2 separate regions of the Zea mays genome follow, and region 2 is linked to region 1. A link is a contact called in public Hi-C data. All regions are on one chromosome and are shown on one strand. Each heading gives the region's core, a stretch centred on a gene start, on an enhancer-like site or on the middle of the called end of the contact. The rest is flanking DNA. Distances are from core to core; before and after follow the strand shown. Region 1 has its middle 45 kb from the start of LOC100502476. Region 2 holds the start of LOC100282817 (vacuolar ATP synthase 16 kDa proteolipid subunit).

Region 1 (6,996 bases), core at 3,508-6,007:
AATTCCATAAACTACTCATGTGACGGTCTGAGCTGCTCATGACCGTGAGCACGACTAATATACCAGTTTTACACTCTGCAGAGGTTGCGCATCTTTACCCACAGGTCGTGTATCCCGTCTAGCTAGGGTTTGCAAGGCACTTAGACACTTCTGAGGTGAATGGCTAGGGATCCACTATGAGGCCTTTACAAAGTTCCACTAGCTTCAGAAAACCAGCTATGGTTTCTGAGAAGGGCAATATAGGAATCCCTCGTCCAAAAAGCCATCGCAGCATGATCGACCCAAGAACCTCCCTATATGTAGCTCCTCTACCGCCCTTGCCCCTTTCGGGTAAGGTAGTCCTCCACTAGCTTTCCTAATTAGTTAGTCAAGGGCGTCCCATACCACCCTTGTGGTAGCACTGTTTTCCCGGGTGGTTCTCCATGTTCCAGTTAACATAATAATCTTGTCATGAACAATAATCAATAGCAACAAAATTGGAACATGAACATAATATAACATTATTTTCCCAAAACCTAGTAGAGCAATAGCAAAACTACCCAATAGTTCATTTGTCTGCAAGGGGTGGGGTAAACAAGACTAGGGAAACCTATTAGGTCCCATCAAATTAACCTAAGCATGTCACAGTGATTAACCGGAACATTATTAGGTAAATAAGAGTGATCAAGGGCACAACTTGCCTATAACTCGAATTTCAAGGTACTTCACCAAGTTGGTCTTCGGTGACTCGTAACCTCGCTGCTACTCGTAGCAATACATAAAACAAACAAGGAGTACATAAAAATAACATTACACCAAATATGAGAACAAACCACGTAAGAATATTCTACGCATTGCTATGAGGTCGTAGGTTCGAGAATCACTAAATTCGGAGTTACAGTTATAAAGTTATGATTTTTCGAAGTTTTAAGTGTCTACTATAAAACAAATGAGGTACAAGATTTTAACCATAGGTTTCATGGTAATACAAGGTCACTAGATGACAAACAATATTAATATGAGATTAATGCAACTGAAATGGATCAAAAAGAAATTAAAATGAATTATTTATGAATTAAACAAGTTTCTGGAATTATTTCTATACTAGAAAACATTTTCTGAAGTAATTTACTCATTTTATTTAACCTCTAGGCTGTGGGCATTAATTCCATAATACTTGGGATTAAATTCATAAATATCGTATACTTGATTTTAATTATTTTCTAATCAGTTGGATGGCGGTTTGATTGGAAAGAAACCCGAGGGTCTCTTTATAAAGATGGACATGGCGAAGGGGTATTATGGATTCCTAGCCGTGGAATCCAAAGCCGACGGCAAAGATCATAGACTTATCTCACCTGAACCGGTATTCTATCACCGAGGTCGGATCTAAAATCAATGCTTGAGATTAAAGGATCCCGCGATCTGATCTCGGCCAACAGATACGAGATCAACGACTACGATTTTCGATCATGATGGGGTATTTGAGATTCAATCGTGAGTGTTCATCACCGGATCAACGGCCAGAGCCGTTTCTCCCCCGCACGATCCTGTTCATGCCGGAACGGGGCTGCGACATCCTACCCGCGGTGGTAAGCCCACCGGCGAGCGGTGGCTGCTGCAAGGCTATGGATGAGATGAGTTTTTGATTGATGACTTGAGATGTTATGGTAGCATGTATTTATATAGGCTGGGAGATGGGTGGTTACATGATAGATCTATATGGTACGTATCTGTTACTATCATATCCTATCTATTAGGAACTCTAACAAAATCAAAACCAAATCTGTTACACGACAGATCTAATCTGATACTTATCTGTTACAATCATATCCTATGTGGTAGGAATCCTAACTTATCTCTTTTATTCCAATAATATTGTTGTTAATTTGTACTAATCATATTAGTCCTTCAATTTAAATAAATATTAGAATATATTTTTATTTAAATTTTTAAATTAATTTTTTGGGTGTTACACGCGAGCTGAAAGGAGTATTTTCTTAAATATCTTATTACGAAATCCTAATTTATATCAACTTTACCTAAAGAACGTTGTGTACAAACAAACCAACCAAACATACATCGATTCATTTAATCAAATGAAAATTAGTAGAAATAATTAATGTAAGATGTTTTATAATAATAATTATTAAAGAAAATAATTCAAACACATAGCCACATTTTAGAAGTAAAATAAAATAAATTTATAATCTTCACATATTTATTTAAAAAGGATATAACTTCTTATGTAAAATCTATATTAAGAGATAGTTTAACTTAATTCTTTTTTTGGAGAATAAATCTTTAACACAAAGGATAGTTCACATAAAAATATTTTAGGTAATCTATTATTTGAAAACACATTTATTTAAATCATGAAATGAGTTTGCCTAATTTATCCAGAATGGGATTTTGAAGTGTTACATGTGACTAGTAGTAAGTATAGAGCTTTAGTTTGATCCCAAAAGTGGAATTTGTAATCTGTCATATTTTGCTAAAAGTCAAAATATAAAACTTATAGAGTTTCCTATACCAAACAACTTTCATGTGTAGAGATTTCCATATTTTATAGGAAAAAGTGGAGAAAAATTCAAAATTTGGTTTTTGACCTAGGGTTGAAAATTCTGAAATGTTATCAGTTAGCTGTGTTTAGACCTTTGTAACCTTGGATCTATAAATAGATTGAAGTTGATCACTGTAGCAAAGATGTAGAGCTACACTAGGTGCACAAATTGGATTAAGTTGCTCAGCCCTAGAACCATATGGAACTGCTTATAAACCTTGCTCCAAAGTGGGATGTAAACCCTAGAATTTCAGACTTAGTGTAAATTCTGAAACTGAAGATTCTGTGTTCTGAAGCCACTTTAGAAGCCTGTTAGTGTCCAATCCATGCAGTTCTGGACTTGGGGTATTGTAGCCAAGTGTCAGACCATATGTTGGTGTATAACGTTGATTAAATAACATTCCCCTAAAGCTTTATAGAATTGGCAGAAAATTTGGTCCAAAGATCCTATACTCTAATCTGAATTTTCATACTTAGTAGAAATTCAGACTCTGAATTTGTGTGTTGGGTCAAAATTTAGAGTTCTTTACTACTCAATCCATAGGGTTTGGGTTAGTGATCATTATACCAAAGTGGTAGAGTATTTACTAGGGTACAAGTTTGTTTAAGGGTGATGGACTTGGCACCACATAAAAATTTCACAAAAAGGTGCTCGAAGATAGCCTGTCAGACTGTGATTTACTCTGAAGTTACATGGCAGTGCTGATCACCCAACTTTGGATCCACTCCGTGCTTGCTCCATTGAGCAAATGACTTAGATCATTATAACAAAGATGAAGCTCTTATATTGGGGAAAAAATCTCTAATAGAGGGTTGGACATAGTGCTGTGCAGAATAGGAAGTAATATGTGTTTAAAGTTTATCGGTCAGACCAACCGAAGAAAGAGGGGATTCTGATTGAAGCAATAACTGAACAAGATTGAGTTCAATGCACCCGCCACCGACGTCCCTCCGCCATGATTCGAGTTCGCGTCACGATCGGTGCTGTTGAGAGGTGGATCGACAAAGTGGTAAAAGGTCTCAAGGTGCTGTTTGGTTCAAAAAATGTAACGCAAATGGTAATGGTAATGGTTTCGGCTCGATTACTGGCGGTAACAAATTTGAATAGGCTGGTATCAAATTTTAGTGTGGTATCTGATTACGGTTGGACTAAAACAAACATGATTTAACGTTATCCGTTACCCATTACGTTACAAATATGTGAACCAAACGGCACCCAAGTTCGGACTCAATGACCGAGTCACCGTTCTAGACATCGACACCACGTGCCTTCACCATACTCCATTTACCACTGACGTGGCAATCGCCGAATACTCCGACCATCCACGCAGCTAGTTGGGTGCGTAAATTGTTTTAGCTGATGTAAACTTGCTCGCGGTGAATTCGCCATGTTATCGGTCATAGGACACCGCGAGAGCAAACGTGGAGCTCAATGGGCTATCGCCACCGCAGTTCTCTCTCGGCCAAATTGGCCACCATCACGGTAGCGCCCTTTAAATTGAGCTTGCCCTCAGTCCCGCCTCTCCGTTACGCACCCAGGCCACACTTTATTTTCTTCGTTTGACCGTTGGTAGCCAAGAACACCAGGTTCTTCCCGTCGGTGGTCACCAGCGTCGCTGAGTGGTGCATCGTCGTGGCCAACACTTTCTAAGGTTCGTCATGTTTGGTTGGCTCATGTTTCTTGGTCTTTATATCATGGTGATGCTCACACGCCTTTTGATTTAAACACTACCGCCACTGGTTGACTGGAACGCTGCCGTGTCAGTAGTGATTGCCGCCACAGACCATTCTCACGTTGTTGGACCGAACCATGTCTTTCCCAGGCTAACCCGTGTGAGCACTGGTATGCTTGAAGGGTCGCTGGTACTCGTTGTGACCTCGGATTGAACTCTACCAGGCTTGACGCCTCGGTCCACCTCACTGGAGCTCGGTTGTCTGTCATCGCCGTGGCTAGAAAGGCTATAGGTTGTTTGAGATCGATTAGCATAGGGGAAATAGTAAGTAAGCTTCGGGGATCACGCTGGTAAGCTCGACATCACCGGAGATGGTCGCTGCCGATGGGTCTAGACAGCGGATGGCCGATGTTTGTCGGGATTAAGTTAGGGACCAGAGTTTGTAAATGAAAGAAAATCGAAGGGCCTTTATGCAACTATCAGTGAGAAGGGGAAATAGTGCCTTGACCTCTTAACCAGTTAACCAAATCAGCAGGGGTCTCTATGCAAAGCACACAGCACGGGCGTGGGCGGCCGGTGCGGGGCTGGTTTTCCTGTGCTCGTGGGCCGAGCCTATGTCTTTTGGCCTAGAAACTATTGAGAACTTTTTCTTTTTCTTTTAACTCGCAATTTGTAGAATGCACCAAAAAAATATAGAAAAATGATAAAATTTTGAAAACAATTTTGTAGAGTCCACAGAATTGTATAGTTCTATAAAAATTTATTCTTAGAATTTTTGCATCAACAAGTTAATTTTTAGTCATTTAAAAGTACCCTCCGGTGGTTTAAATAAATTTTGGAAATAAATCTATGGATCTATAAATCATAAAAAATTTGTGGAAACATCATCTATCCTTAGAATAACCTGTGGTAAAAATCCTAAACCAATTAGAATCGATTTACCCAGAGAACCAGAAACTAGCTAAGCTTAAGTATTTAAAACCGTAAACTTTAATATTAATCTAGGATTAGATCAAACTTGAGTAATGCAAAATGATAACCAGCAAGTTAACCAACTTCAACTTATATAATTCTCTATTTTTATAGAGCAAGCTTAGTTTGATCCCTTGGGCAAACACTTTATAGCCTAGAATTATGAGTATAATTATCTTATGGTTAGTTAACAGTACTTAGACTTTCCACCTCTCCCTAGTGAGAGTTTGCATGACATATCATTACATGAGCATTCATATAATTCTAATTGACTTGTAGAACACCTAGAAGAAGAAATTGAAGTAGAAGTGGAGGAGGAAATAGTTCCTCAACTCGAAGCTTCTCCAACTCAAGTTGTTCCTGAAGGTTGCTCCGAAAGTGCTCCAGTGAGTTTTGCTGCCAATTGCAACATTATGGTAGAAGAGCCTCACTCTCCTCCTCATCAAGGCAAGCCCCGGTGCATTTACCAAATTCCTTGTGATTTTAAAATCTTTATCACTTATATGATGTGTTAGGTGATAGGAGTTGAATGATTAAAACTTTTGCTGCATAACTTCCTTGAACTATTGAATATCATCCTTGACACCGGTTTAAAAAAATAGATATGCTTAGTATGCTTATAGATTAGGAATAAAAATGTTTTGATGTATGAATCATGTTTATTACAAAAATAAAAAGGTCTTGGAGCGATGAAGGTATCAAAGGCCTTTATGACTTCATTCCAGCCGGGTACCGCTGATAGGTACATGTTTTCAGAAATAATTTAAACTGAGACCAGACGTTGAGCGGGATAGGTCGCCCTTCTATGTCGTTTAAGGACCGCAACGATTGTTAGCCTGCTGATCTAGGACCCTTTAACTAGCCACATGCCATGTCATGGGTAAGCTTAGCCTCGGCTAGACCAATACCAGAAAGGCTGGCCCGCAATGGGAGTGGAGAGATGGCGAGAGTATCGTGTATCCACCTGGCAAGAGGTTGGATGGTGGGGTACTAAGCTCTCGGTTGGCAGGGACCCGTTCTGGTCTTGAGAAACCCAGGTGCGAGTTGACATATGCAAGGGTTAAGTACTACATATGTCTTGTGGTTGGAGATCCCTAGCTGGGTATAAATCGATTCGGATCGCCTTACTTCTCGAATATGAAGACTGGATCTTCGACCCTCATCGTAGATAAGAAATGAAACAAGTTTAAATTATGTAAAAAAAGCTAGACTAGGACAAGTGATTGAACTAGACCAGGTCAATCTAGAGAAAGGTAATCACCTAACTTGGAAAATAAAAGTTGGCCTAAGGATCAAGTAATAGTATGTTCTTATGCAAAAATTGAGTCATTGAACATTGATGACCTATACCTTGACTCCCAAATCAACTAGCATATCCTTGAGAGTCTTTTCTTTAGTCGGGTCAGTCTTGCTGAGTAATTGCGTACTCGGGGTTTTATTCCCTATGTTGTTGCACGAGAGACTATTAACACCTTTGAGTTCTGTTAAGCTCACTCTGGAGGCCTTTTACTTATCTTTGTTGTATGTGTACTTGTGGGAAGATAACCTCTTCCCAAGTGATGTAATAAGTTAGCACTTTGATTATACCTCGGGCATGTAATAATGAACGCTATTTGGTTTGTAACCTTAAATGTTTGCTAATGTATATTATCTTATTATAAAGTCTTCCACCCAACTCATGTGTTTAAAGTTTATGTTCATGTCTGATTATTATAATATTCACAACTACGGGTGAATGATCCTGGAAATGAAAGAGTCCATCGAAACTCGGCACCCCGAGTAAGTTATCTGATTCACTTACATATCCAT
Region 2 (7,337 bases), core at 4,179-6,678, 96 kb after region 1:
TTAGAGATAGCCATCCAATTGAGTGATAGTGATAGAGCACTTGTGTTTGAGTTGAAAGGGAGGCGTTGTTGTGATCTTAAGTGATTGGAGTTGAAGCTCCCATTGAGTTGTAAAGCGGGCAAGAGCCTCCAAGTGTGTGGAGAGTCTTGCAAGACTTTAGGTCTCACCAAATTGAGAAAGGTAAGACCTAGGTTTGATCTTGGTGATCACTTGAGTGAGGAAAGGGTTGAAAGAGACCTAGTCCATAGTGGACTCCTCAATATAGACATATGTTTCTTTGTTAGTACGAACTCCAGTAAATAAATCACTTCTCTCTTTGTGCTTTTTCTTTACCATTTATTTCACCATTCCTCTCTAATTTCTACTTGCTTTAATCTTCACTTACAATTTATATTGTTGCTAAGATCAATTTTGCACTCGCTTTTGATAGCAACAATAACAAGTATTGAACTTGGTATTTATCTGAAAGCCAGTCTTTCTTTTTCTAACACCTAGAGTTATAAATCTCGAATCAAGTTTGTTGTTTGAGTTAAAATTTCAGGTTTTGCCTATTCACCATCCTTTAGGTAACTTTCAAAAGGGTTTAAGATTGCGCTCAAGAACTATTGATGTCCTTGTTAAAATAAACCTAAACCCATCTACTTTGGGCCATGACTTTCTTGATACCGCATTCTTAATATTAAAGAGATGTGGCTCTATATTATGCACCATGTGGGCATTATGGACCATAAGAAAATAAAAAACATGGACATACATCATTTTCTATGTATCGAGCTTGCAAGTGTGTGTGAGAAATGTAAAATATACAACGATGATACACAAGAATAATGACACTAGTTGAATTTACCAGGATTTTGTGCTATATATATTGCAATGGTTTAACAAAGCTCCAATTTCTGATATGCTCACTCGAGGGACAGAGCATAACTATTGCGATGGCGATGACAAGGGTTCGATAGGAGTAATGGCTGCATAGGAAGGGTGTGGACACATGGGCTGATGGGGTCAGTGGTAGTGCAAGGAGAGGGCTCGATGAGCTCACTGAGGAGGACACGAGAAGAAGAAGATAATAAGAAAGGCATAGGGAAGGCCAAGGTTACGAGGGGGAGACAATTTAGTACAAATTCTTACAAAGAATCGATAATAAAGACTTTTGGGTGGGAACCAAAAAGAGACTTTTAGTACCAATTCTTAAAACAGAACTAGTACTAAAGACTTTTGGGTGGGAACTAGAATTTCTGGATGGCAACTAAAAAGGGCCTTTAGTGCCAGTTGTTTTGCTACAATTTGTATAAAAGACCTCTTTGCTCTTGGCACCAACTCAAGGTACATGAGTATCCGTTGATGTCTTCAAACGATAGTAATGACTTAGCAACTAGTTCAGTCAATACCTGTTCTAAAGCAACTATCACTAATAGCCTCGAACAAAAGCCCCTTTCTCCAATAGTGATGTCACCTCCTAAAGTTTCCTTTTTTGGGTCGTCAATAGAAAACACCGAACAAAATAAAATTATTTAATATCATCTAAAAAATTACAAGTATTATTTAGTTTGCTAGAGTCTATGGTAAATAAAAATAATTTTATACAAGTCTTCTAATTATTTTGTCTTACATGTGTTGCAACCATTCCGGTTGCACGTTTAATTTGAGTAAAGAAGTGAATTTATAAATCCATTTAAACCTCATATAGGTTTCTTCCAGTCTTCAAACTAAAACTTTGATGTTTTGTTAAGAAATGATTAATCAAAATGAGTTTACCTTTGATTTTTAAAAGGTTTCAAAATAACATTAAAGAAAACATATTCCAAAAATGTGATTTATAAGCTTGAAAATATCTTGGTTTTAAACTAGCTTTAAAATAAGTCTAGAAATAGTTGTTTGTTTTCTAAATCCCAATATTTGAATGTATTGAGTTTGGATAATTTAATTTCTTTTGAATTCAAAATTTGTTGTAGCTTCAAAATAAAATAAGATAAAATGATTTTATTTTTGAAAACTCTCTCTCTCTCTCTATGTGTGTGTGTGTGTGTTTTTTTGTCACATTTAGCCCACACGCCAGCTCCTCCCTCCTTCCGCCACTCAGCACAAGTGACCAAAGGTCCCAACAACTTGTCCATACACCTCAGCTTGAATGGTCTGCTCCCCTCGGGTTGTTTCTCATCATGTGGTCTCTTCCTTAGTTGTCACCCTCGCTAACTTTTGCCAACTTAATAGTAGGCACATCAACAATCCCATGAGGAGGCGTGCACCTTGTACACACTCTTCTCTTACTCCATCTGTCATGTACGTCCCATGACCTCTCTCATTGACACCACAGTCCTACTTTTCGGCCTCTACACCATTACTATCTTTGGATGGAAAGAACATTATCGCCTTCCCTCCTCTTTATGTTCAAATCTTAGATTTGATCTCTCCTTTCTTTTCAAGGAGAAGAACTAGACATATAGAAGTTGACTAGTCATTCAATGTTGTCTCTGAGGAACCATAGAATAGTCATCACCTCACACCTTAGTTGTCACAACAAATTTGAAACACTAGCACCACCATTGATGTGGATCTGCCACCTCGTTGTTTCGCCATCGATGGGAACCCAATGCTGAGATTTAGGTCGAGGTAAAAAGTCATGGGTATCTCCCTCATTTTTCCCTTGCCATCTATTGTGCACTAGACCTCACCGAAGGATAACCTACAGGATCGATCCACTTAGCTAAGTGCCACAATGTTCTTGTTTGCTTGTCGTTGTCACCTACATCAAAGTTGAGTTCTCCATGCTACCCGCTTTACAACTAATTAAATCAATTCTCCATAGACAAACTAACTAGTGGTCTGCTCGCCTAATAATCATCACATTCATAGAACTCCATGGTGTACTATTGATCTTCATATCCTCCTCCTGAGCAGTGGTTGTATTGGATGCAACATAGTTGCTGTAGAAAAATATCAAATGTGAGCACTTAACATACTCAACAAGTGACAGTAAAGCAATGCATATGAAGACATTATAGTGGACCAACTAGGCATGTGAATAAATAATTACATTCATGCTAATAGGTGGGGAGAGGATGACAACTCATCTAAACAAATTCTGTCGCATTAGTATTCTAGCGGATAGTCTAATAGAACATGAAATTTGAGAATTCTAGAATTGAGATAAAGATACTAATTGGGTTATAATACAACTCATAATGGTTGCAAGAACCACTTGAGGTTCATAGATCATTTTTCGAACAATAACTTTGAGATTTAACTTTGGTCAAAGATTGGGTTGACTATAGTTGACTTATTTTGACTATGACAATGTTATGAAGATTGTCCGCTAGCTGGGGTTCTTGTTGGTCGAGTATTGAGGTTATACTTTTTTGACAGGTTGATAATGTTGCCTATTGCATGAAGAAGATCAAAGATAAAGGTCATGTGCCATGTTGAACATAGACTTGTGATCCAAATGGCTCGAGGCAACTAGGAGTCTAGGTCATGGCCCAAGGCAGGCGTTATGGTTCCAATTTCTAAAGTTGTTTGAAAAGTTTAAGGATCATAACACTAATGAAACATTAAGTTAATTTGATAGCAATGGAAAAAGGAAAAATGCTAAACTGAATAGCTCCTACTTGTTAGTGTTATATATTCCCTTTATATCAAAATATAAAACATTTTTTCTTGATGTTTGTTCTAGGGTTTATGGGTGATATTTTCTAGGGGTGTTCGTGATCATCTAGAATTATTTGGGTGAGGTGTTGGGGTTGTGTTTCCTAGATTTTATTATTGCATATAGTGTTTTAAGCTAGTGACGAGAATTCGAGCAAAACATGAATAAATAGAGAAATTCCATGAAATTAAACTTTGGTAACTTTGGTGGATTGGTGACCCTGGCTCATGAAGCCCAAGTTTTTGCCTTGCTTCGTCTCACTTTCAAGTGAAAGAGATGGATTGAAATGAATATGGGATTTCCTTGCATGGAACACATGTTTCCATTTAGAGAGAAATTTGAGAAATCCATGAGATGGATGAGCGATTGAAGTGTAGGGCTTGCAGTTGAGACGGATCAGGTTGCTAGCACCTTCATTTTCACCACATGCATGATGAAATAAAGAGTTAGGGTTAGGATTTGCATGTGACAAAGAAAGAAGATGTTCTTGAGCTCACTCAAAAGATGTAGATGGGGGTGATGATCTGCATCTTATTCTTGAGATGGTGGTCCTTGATCTTGGCTTGGATCTCTCCTTATGTTCTTTTTATTTTTCGTCTCTTGCTTTTCCTCTCTAGTTCTTGTTTTCTTCACTTTCAAGAGAGAGGAAGGGAGATGCAAGTGATGAGATGAAGTGGAGAGATGGAGTATGGAGCTAAATAATTACATTTGTGTTGATAGGTGGAGACTAGGGTGGGGATAAGAGGACAATTCATCTAAACAAATTCCGATGTATTAGTATTCTCGCAGATAGTGTGGTGGAACTTGAAATTTGAGAATTCTAGAATTGAGATAAAGAGATTAAACTAGGGTTCTAATACAACTCATAATCGTTGTAGGAACCACTTTGGCCCATAGATCACTTTTCGAGCAACAACTTTGTGATTTGACTTAGGTCAAAGACTGAGTTGATTTAGTTTGGACGTGACAGTGTTGTGAAGGTTGTAAGCTAGCTTGGAGTCCTTATCGGTCGAGAGTTGAGGTTAGGGTTTTGCTGTAAGTTGACAATGTTATCTATTGCATGAAGAAGACCAAAGATAAAGGTCTTGTGCTAGCCTGAACATAGACTTGTGATCCAAATGGATAGAGGCGATTAACATAAGTCCATGTCAGGACCCAAGGCATGTGTTGGTTATGGTTATGAGTTTCTAAATTTTTGTGAAAAGTTTAAGGATCAGGACACTAACAAAAACATAAAGTTATGGGATTTGATAGTAACCGGGGAAAAAGGAAAAAATGCTAAACCAAATAGATTCTACTTGTTAGTGTTATATATTCCCTTCATTTCAAAACATAAATCACTTTAGATTTGTATATATATATATATATATATTTTATTTTTTTATTTAGACATATATTAGGTATATATATAAATAAAAAAATGTATGTAAAAACTAACTTGCCTTGTAATTTGGAACAGAGAGAGTAATTGAATTATCTAAAATTCGTTTATAGAAAAACAAATTATCAAACTTGGCTCTTAAAGTCGAGTGACAAGTGCATTGATAAATAGCCAAAATTTTGTACTAATTTTGAAAATAGAGGTTAGCCGTCACGAGTAATGCAAAAATCATTAGCCGTCGATTCTGATGATGGAAGGCCGATGGACACTATGGATTAGAAATCAGATCGTGGCGTGACCGGTGTGGACAGCCACGATCGCCGTCCTCTAGCACGGGAGCTCAGGGACAAAACTGTAAAATAGTCGGTCTCGCGTCTGGAGATTTTCAGATCAGAACCAAACTCGGCTCGAGAGAGATCGCATACGCCTGCCTGCCCACCCACCTCCCCTTTTCCTTCCTCTTCGCCCCAGCGACGCGGCCGCCCGGAGACCGAGCGAGGCAGGCAACCCACCACCGAGAGGCAGGGACAGGAACAGGAAGCCGGAGGCGAAGATGTCGTCGGTGTTCAGCGGCGATGAGACGGCCCCCTTCTTCGGCTTCCTCGGCGCCGCCGCCGCCCTCGTCTTCTCATGTTCGTTCCCCTTCGACCATCCTCCTTTTCCACTTGCTCGCTCATGCGATTCCGTACTCAAAGCTCTAGTTTTTTCCGGATAAAGTTTGGATTTTTCACCGTCCATTGCTCGATCTATCGTTGGGGCTCCATGGCTAGCCCTCGATCTGGCCGAGCTCCAGCCTCCGGTCAGCTCGATTCCGGGCGTGCTGATGCTGGATCTGCCCGATTTGGTCCGATCGGGTGTCAGTCTGTCGGATTCCAGAAAGCGGTGGGCTTTTTCGGTCGGGCAGTTGCTGACTAGGCTGTTATTTTGCTTGATCCGGCGCAGGCATGGGCGCCGCGTACGGGACCGCGAAGAGCGGCGTCGGCGTGGCGTCGATGGGTGTGATGCGGCCGGAGCTCGTCATGAAGTCCATCGTGCCCGTGGTCATGGCTGGTGTGCTCGGTATCTACGGGCTCATCATCGCCGTCATCATCAGCACGGGGATCAACCCCAAGGCCAAGCCCTACTACCTCTTTGATGGCTACGCCCACCTTTCGTCCGGGCTTGCCTGTGGTCTCGCTGGGCTTGCAGCTGGCATGGCCATCGGCATTGTCGGTGATGCTGGAGTCAGGTAAAAGGCTCTCTCTGTAGTGAGCATCATAGATTTACTATGTCCTTTTATTACTGTCTGCTATGCCATGCCATGCCCAGAATGTTAATATTGTGTTATTGACTGCTACAAGGTTAATACTCCTAGCATTAACAATGTGACTCCTTAATGTGCTATATTGAGTGCCCACCTTATCACCATAAGTTATAAGGGCATGTACAACCTTGAGACCATGGAACTGTTTTCTAAGTACAAGAGATAACTAAAAACTGCATGATACAAACTTGAGCCCCTGGATTGTAAATGCAGTCAAGAGACAATATATAAGTCCGTCTCTTGTATTTTTTTTTCAATTAACTCTCTAGAGACTCTTCAAGTGACCACCTAATTAATGGGGTTGTACATGCTCTAAGAATCTAAGTCCATGTACTAATCAAAGTTATTGACATTCAAATTCTCATTATTAGTCTAATTCTTGTCCTGTTGGTCTTGCACATAAATTTTCGTCTTGGGTCATCAAATATTTGAAAAACGAATTGTCTAAAATTATGCCCCCCCTATTGAATACAATTTATAAATATTCTTTCTGACTTGGAACTATTTCTTGTCATTTCAATGATAGCAATATTTTACTCTATGTCAATATGTCATGCTCCTTTTTTTTTTTGATACTGCACTTTCTGGAACATTTTCATTTAACTGGGAACATAGTGTTCATTAGAAGAACATGTAGGTAGGTTTTCTTTCCTCTCTATCTTTAAGCACCCCATGTGTGTAAACAATAGTTGTATGGTGGGAGCACTGACTTAACTTTTAGTTTTGACTGTCATATTGTATTTCATTTTCACTGAAGTATGACCAACCAAAGTTCTACTGTTCCATGAACACAAACATGCTCTTGGATGAGTATATAAATTGATATATGGCTATTTATATGCTTAAAGGCTGTTAATGATCAACATAAGCTCTCTTTTTTTCAGTGGCTACAGATGGTGTTGATAATCCACTTTTTAATATTTCATACACAAGTCTGGAAATGCAATTATTACACATTTAGGTTCTCTGTTAGGTTAGAAATCAAGCACTTTCTGTCACTACTACTT

What was found. A called contact is a pair of places that touch in the nucleus more often than the background predicts.
Region 2: a Hi-C map of leaf shows a contact between it and region 1, with 4 times the contacts expected there. The contact joins the promoter of LOC100282817 here to the enhancer-like site in region 1. A contact is called at or near these places in 6 of 25 Hi-C or Micro-C datasets (endosperm, leaf and tassel).

What each region holds. Positions count from the first base shown.
Region 1 is chr2:140,443,199-140,450,194 of Zm-B73-REFERENCE-NAM-5.0, forward strand. No RefSeq gene overlaps it. Among protein-coding and RNA genes, the nearest start is that of LOC100502476, 45 kb to the right of the region's middle. Within about 2 kb of position 4,758, at least 16 of the 20 cell types and tissues checked have an H3K27ac peak or open chromatin away from gene starts, as enhancers often do. A contact at or near this core is called in endosperm, leaf and tassel, where this site is marked.
Region 2 is chr2:140,538,795-140,546,131 of Zm-B73-REFERENCE-NAM-5.0, forward strand. LOC100282817 (vacuolar ATP synthase 16 kDa proteolipid subunit) reads left to right here and starts at 5,429. Exons shown (of 3, transcript NM_001369229.1): 1 at 5,429-5,659; 2 at 5,970-6,255. The coding sequence starts at 5,581.